Regions from separate parts of the Danio rerio genome. Here region 1 is linked to region 2. A link is a contact called in public Hi-C data. All regions are on one chromosome and are shown on one strand. Each heading gives the region's core, a stretch centred on a gene start, on an enhancer-like site or on the middle of the called end of the contact. The rest is flanking DNA. Distances are from core to core; before and after follow the strand shown. Region 1 holds the start of zbtb40 (zinc finger and BTB domain containing 40). Region 2 holds the start of nfya (nuclear transcription factor Y, alpha).

Region 1 (3,820 bases), core at 736-3,235, 170 kb before region 2:
TGGTGCAAACAGGCAAATTGCTTATCACTGCAAATCTGGTCACGCAGCGTATTGTTAGGACACGGATACAATTTAATCAGCTCACCTAATGTTTAAACTTATAATATTTATACTATTAGCTAATTAATAACAGCCTGATGTGGAACTCTGAATCTGCGTCTCATTTCGGAGTCTGCTACTGTCCACCGGAGGTCACGTTTCAGTCATGGACACGCACTTTGAGAGCCTTTCTGACTGACGGAATGAATGAAATATGCTGTTTTCCCCCAAGGCAACCTGGGGTGCTGAAATATAATTGGCTAAAGTGGCATTAGGCAGGTTAAAAGAACCAAAACAAACATAACTCACATTTTCAAAGCGGAATATCTGACTTCAGTATTGTTTTTCAGATAAACAAGAATGTTCACTTAACATGATTCTTAATTATCTGCAAATATATTATGGTACTTTTATGCTTTAGAAGAGTCAAGAACTTACACACAGCACCTTTAAAGTCTTTATAAAAGTATCAGGAATGCAATATTATCAAGCAGTTTTCAGACTCTGCCATACTTGTTTTTCTTTTGCCAGGCACTGGGCTTTTAGGACACTGAGGAACAATGCTGATGACGTCTGAGCAAGGATAAAGCTTGAATTAAACATAGATGTTCATTCTTGGGATGAATTCTCCTTTTGTTTGGTCGTTTTATTTGTTTTTGAATGTTGCGACAACTTCAGAAATGTTGTTTTGCTTTAAGAAACATCGTGTTGGCTTTTAATATTGAAAGATGTTGATGCATTCTGCAAGGTTTTGTGGTCGTGCGTAACCATGACTGTGAAAAATACGGGTCGACATTTCCTCGAAGGATGTTCCATTTCAAGGAAAATCTGAATTCCTCCTCGCTTGTCGCAATGTCGTGTTCAGAGATTATGATCATATTTTGTGTGTGAAACAGTACGTCTCTGTAAATCCTTTGTTGAAAAGAAGCTTGTGACGGCACTGCAATAGAGCTCTTACATATTTAAGAGTGCATGAGCAACTTGAATATTAAAAAAAGAATAATAAAATAAAAAAATTAGTCTTTGTTTCATTAATGTAAATAACCTCGTCGAAAATACAGCAGTGAAGAGACGTCTATAAAGATGAGGATAATTAGGAGACGCTTCCAGAAGTGGGAGATGTTTCAGCATTGCTAAATAGTTTAGACATGTTCTGCTACTTGAACAATTAAGCAGACATTTGTGTGAACTTTTCTGTATGTTCTTTCATATGGGCAATAAATATTCTTTTTACATCTATGTACATTTGTTTTATATGAGTACATATGTTTTATCGTCACGTAGGAATGATTAGCCACATTGCTATAATGTTATGATTTTATTTTTAGCATTGAACATATTCCTCATTTGTTGTTTCTTGTCTAACCCGCTGAAAAAAAACAGCTTAAACCAGCTTAGGCTGGTTTAAGCTGGTCAACCAGCCTGGTTTTAGAGAGGTTTTGGCCATTTCCAGGCTGGTCTTAGCTGGTCAAACTGGGACCAGTTAAAACCAGCTTGGCCTGCCAGGTTTAAGCTGAATATCGCTGGTTTTGGCTGGGCTCCGAGCCTGCCAGTGTTGCCAACTATTTTCAATGAAAAGTAGCTAAATGTTGCCAGATGGTGTCAGGTACTAATTTGCATATCAGTGACGTCATCACGTACTATCTAACAAGCCCATAAAGTCTTTGCAGTGTATTATATTATATTAAATTAAAACGTCAAATCCAGATGCACAATAAATAGGTTCTTATTAACATACTACTTTGCGTGATGACGTCATTGCGTAATCAAAACTCAAACTACATCTTTATGTATTATACGAAATAATTTGTTCTCTCAAATTGACTGGGCATCTCAGCAAAAGCATTATTTGAAATGCGTCCATTTAGATTTGTATGAACAATATAGTTGACTAATAGTAAAAGTAAACACTTTTTGATTTGAATTTTTTTTTTTTTTTAAATATAACACTGATAATGAGCAACAGCTTGTGTACTCACTCTTTTTAACTTGTGAAATTAACACATTTGTGAAAGTGACAACAATTATAGCACTATTGGAATTTATTGCTACCTAAATAACCAACAATTATACATGTTAACAAATATCATGAAATTAACAGCTATGAAAAACACTAACAAAAAGCTAGCAATTTACTGAGTGAAGCCTTCAGCCACTGCTCTTTTGAGTCACTTTTTAAAAATTGCTTAAAGTAGCCAAATGAATGTTAAAAATTGCTAAATTTGTTGCTAGGTTTTTTTGCGAGAAAAAAAAGTTGCTAGGGTAGCATGAAAAGTTGCAAAATCTAGCAATAAAATTGCTAAGTTGGCAACACTACAGCCTGCTAGGCTGGTCAAACTGGTTTTAGCTGGTCATCTCCCAGCCTGATCATCAGCTGCTGGAAGACCAGGCTGGAAATCGCTAAAACTCCTCTAAAACCAACCAACCAGCCTAGGCTGGTTTAAGGTGTTTTTTAGCAGGGTAATCATCTGGAAAATGCTGTACAATGGCTATTATAAGTTTATGAGTAAGATGAAGATAAAAATGCTTTAATTACACTGCTTGTTTATATGTATAACGTTACTATTTTGCGTTAAATTTGTATCGAAATGACCAAGATGTTTTTGCAGAACTCCCACATACCTCATTTACTTATGATATGTTACCTGTTGTGAAAAATCCCAAATTATTACTTGTTCAGTAAACGCATCCATGTATTTTTCACGTTTTATACACAGTAGCTATCGCTTGTTTTAATTGGTTTAGGATCCAGGGACGTGACAAGAAGATCGATGACTACGGAGTGTTATTTGTGCCTTTCTATTTCTAATGACCCTTCTTTTAAACCTTTCCCGAAAACCAGCTGTTCGTTATACGCATGCGTGCAAAGGCGCTACAAATACTAGAGCACATGCGCAGTATGTCATCTGAGAGACCGCAGATATTTACGCGCATGCGCACTATCAAAATGTTTTGTGGCCGAATCTTTATTTCGCAGCGGAATGTTGTCCTTCGAAGGAGTTTAAATAAAGAGCCGGATCATTTGAATTTAAAGGTAAAGGCGTAGAAGTGTTTAGCTGTGGACTTTAGCAGGTCACAATATTTGGCTCCAAAATCGAGCAATTTGTGTTTATGAAGCTCTTTTTTCAAAAGCTCTTTTATTGTTGGCATTAGGTAACGTTAGCATCACATGTTAGCCGATCCCCGAAATGTCACTCGTTAACTTACATGTGGTTATATCACATTTAGCTTAGCCTGTGTAGCCAAATGAGTATTGTAATGAAGATAAAGTCCTCTAATTGGCTTTTTATACTGATTATGTTATATAATGTGTACATTGCTTTCCTTTTAATTGTGTTTGGAATAAACAGGCTGAAATATCTACCTCGAAATAATGGCTCATCTTATGTATTGCTGTTTGTTTTCTTCATTTTTGTCTAAATATTATAAACTATTAGAACTGCTGACTTGAAGACCTGATATGTTACGAAGCATTTACTGGACTACAGCACTGTGCATTCATAGCCCTTTACTATAGCGCTGTAACTTGACATTTTCACCTTTTTAGTGTATGAATGCAGGTGTGCATGTGAGAGTGTATGGGTGTTTCCCAGTGCTGGGTTGTGCTGGAAGAGCATCCACTGCGTAAAACATATGCTTGAATAGTTATAACGTTAGATCATTCCGTTGTGGCGACCGCTGATTTCCTACTTTTTAAGGGACTAGGCTGTAGGAAAATGAATGAATAAGTATAGACTTCTCATGACTACTTTTGTGCTGATATTGTCTATGAAAAGCAGAA
Region 2 (3,478 bases), core at 679-3,178:
AATCGTTTTAAATTGAACTGATTTGCATTACAATAGTTGCATGCTAAAATATTTTTTGTGTGTGTACACTTACCGGCCACTTTATTAGGTACACCTGTCCAACAGCTTGTTAACGCAAATTTCTAATCAGCCAATCACATGGCAGCAACTCAGGCATGTAGACAATGGTCAAGACGATCTGCTGCAGTTTAAACTGACCCGCAGAATGGGTGCAAGAAAGGTGATTTAAGGGACTTTGAACGTGGCATGGTTGTTGGTGCCGGACGGGCTGGTCTGAGTATTTCAGAAACTGCTGATCTGCTGGGATTTTCACACACAACCATCTTTAGGGTTTACAGAGAATGGTCCGAAAAAGAAAAAAAATATGCAGTGAGCGGCAGTTCTCTGGGTGCAAACAAATGTCTAGTTGATTCCAGAGGTCAGAGGAGAATGGCCACACTGGTTACAGCTGATCCAAATAACCACTGTTAAAACTAACGAATGCAGAAGAGCATCTCTGAACGCACAACACGTCCAACCTTGAGGCAGATGGACTACAGCGGCAGAAGACCACACCCGTGGTCACACAAGTGCCACTCCTGTCAGCTAAGAACAGGAAACTGAGGTGACAATTCACACAGGCTCACCAAAATTGGATAATAGAAGACTGGAGAAACGTTGCCTGGTCTGATGAGTCTCAATTTCTGCTACGACATTCAGATGATCGGGTCAGAATTTGGCGTCAACAATATAAAAGCATGGATCCTTCCTGCCTTATTTCAATGGTTCAGGCTGGTGGTCGTGGTGTATGGTTTGGGGGATATTTTCTTGGCACACTTTGGGACCATCAGTACCAATTGAGCATTGTGTAAACACCACAGCCTTCCTGAGTATTGTTGCTGACCATGTCCATCCCTTTATGACCACAGTGAACCCATCTTCTCATTGCTACTTCCAGCAAGATAACACGACATGTCATAAAGCGTGTATCATCTCAGACTAGTTTCTTGAACATGACAATAAGTTCACTGTACTCAAATGGCCTCTACAGTCACCAGAGCTCAATCTAATAGAGCACCTTTGGGATGTAATGAAACGGGAAATTAGCATCATGGATGTACAGCGGACAAATCTGCAGCAACTGCGTGATGCTATCATGTCTATATGGACCAAAATCTCTGAGGAATATTTGCAGTGCCTTGTTTAATCTTTGCCACAAATGATTAAGGCAGTTCAGAAGGCAAAATTAGGTCAAAACCAGTAATAGTAAGGTGTTCATAATAAAATGGCCAGTCACTGTATATACAGTTGAAGCCAAAATTATTACTAATATTAATTTAAATCATTAAAATATTTCATGTGGAATGTAGAGATTTCTACACATTTTTCTAATATAATAGCGTTAATAACTAATTTCTTATAACTTATTACTTTTGTCTTTACTGTGATGACAGTACATAATATTTTTCTCATTATTTATTTACTTACTTTTATAACTTGGGAAATATATATTTTTTAAATTCAGGAATATATATATATATATATATATATATATATATATATATATATAGATAGATAGATAGATAGATAGATAGATAGATAGATAGATAGATAGATAGATCATTGTACTAATAAAAATACAGCAATAAAAACTATAAATGTCGATATCAAATATGAAAAAAGTTCTATTTTTATATTGATCATTTTTGTTTCTGTAACTCTTCTTGTCGTAATGCATACTATTTGTTTCTTTTGATTATTATCCATATAGATTGTCCTCGTTTATTAATTCTGCATCTCTGCATTTCTCTTTGTCCTTTCACATTCTCTCAGTCTTGTGAGACACGCATATGTTTGAAGGGGGTGTGGCCTTTGTCTTGCGGGAGGGGCGTTGGAGCTTCTGTTCATCGGTTTTTTTCTCTGTGCGCCATTTTGGCTCCTGATCGAGACGAGTTGTGTGATTGGGCTCCAGGCGCCGCTATCGGAGCCAATCAGAGGTGAAACGGGCGGCGGAGCAGACGGTGAGTGAGCGCGGCTGCTGGGAGGGGACGGGACTCGGTCGGTTAGCTGGGGATTGGTGTGTGACCGACCAACCAAATGACTAAAATCATTATAAACAGGAATAGTACTGATTGTGTATGTCAAGGTCCAGTGTGTGGACGGCACGCGCGTGCATGTCTACCAATATGTGCTTAAAAAGATAAACAATGGTGTTGAATCGTTTATTTTAGCTGTTTAGGCAGAGCTAGCTTGTCAGAGAGGCCCAGTTTTGCGTCGCTCTTTGTTACATTCTCACACTTTACCAGTGTCCAAGCGGTCAAACGGAGACAATATGTCGATATGATGGTTTAAAGCAACCAAATTGCTTACACAACTGATTGTTTTCTGTCATAAGGTTTGCTTTACGCGGAAAACTATCATTACGCGTGATAACACTGAGGTTGCTTTGCTAATGTAACGTTAGCCCAAGCAATGTCGGACAAAGAGAAAACGAACCGCCGCGTGTTTTTTTACACACACAAACACGGTGATGTCGAATATGTTAACTGCTGGCAGAATTACTTTTAATTGAGAGAAACCTGAATGTTTGCACACTACAAAAACGTCTGGGATATAAAGACGCGATTCGTTAAACTGAACAACAGATAACATTGGATGGTAACAGAAACTAGCACCGAAACCTTTTGTGCTGCTTTTAGTAATAAAAATCAATTTTCAGCCGTTTCCTATGTTTTATTTTAGGACCAAACGTTGTTACGCTATTAACTTGTATTTCATGCGCAGAATAAATGCATGAAATATGACCCTATGTGTTTTATGAACATAAAACACTGTGTAATGTTCATATTTTACTGCTAGTTATTAAAGTGCCCATTTTAAAGTGTTTTAATTGCAAATACTTTATGTAATGGAATGCAAAAGAAATAGTAAACCTGTAGGAACGTCATTTTCATAATCATACAGCTCAACATAAAAATGTTGAGGTAACGCTGGTTTTATATTCACACATTCAGATTTTCTCCTTAATATAATTTCAGAAAAGTATCCTTTGCAAATCCTAAACAGGGAAATCATATTAGCAGCCAATATTAACGTACAACAGTGTTTTGGGGCAATTAAGTAACGTTAGTGCTAATGTTGTGTCAAAGTCATATTTAAATGCAATTTCAGACCCAATATTCAAAGTAGCACAATACACGGACATGTGAGAAGTTGTCACTGGACGAATGTGCGAATACAAAACTAACTATTAAAAATAAAAATACAATGGCACACATGGGAAAAAATGTGCAGCTCCCTACAGTTTCCCCTAATATTTTCTTGCTTCATTTGTGCCTTATTTGTAAGACTAACAATACTATTTTATTAATCTAAAACAGACTCGTATTGAAATTGTTGAAAAGTATTGTAGTCATATAATGTACAGTTATAACTATGTATAACTACATTATTATAATAAAGGCATAGTTCACCTAAATATCACATTTCTGCCATTATT

What was found. Hi-C and Micro-C count contacts between places; a contact is called where the count stands out from the background.
Region 1: a contact with region 2 is called in a Hi-C map of an unstated tissue, with 2.5 times the contacts expected there. The contact joins the promoter of zbtb40 here to the promoter of nfya in region 2. A contact is called at or near these places in 2 of 18 Hi-C or Micro-C datasets (caudal fin and an unstated tissue).

Annotation. Positions count from the first base shown.
Region 1 is chr11:38,845,947-38,849,766 of GRCz12tu, reverse strand. It overlaps zbtb40 (zinc finger and BTB domain containing 40), which reads left to right and starts at 1,985. Exons shown (of 18, transcript XM_073916990.1): 1 at 1,985-3,073. The coding sequence starts at 2,897. usp48 (ubiquitin specific peptidase 48) reads left to right here. Exons shown (of 28, transcript NM_001424089.1): 28 at 571-1,280. The coding sequence ends at 593.
Region 2 is chr11:38,674,983-38,678,460 of GRCz12tu, reverse strand. nfya (nuclear transcription factor Y, alpha) reads left to right here and starts at 1,928. Exons shown (of 8, transcript NM_001082795.1): 1 at 1,928-2,000.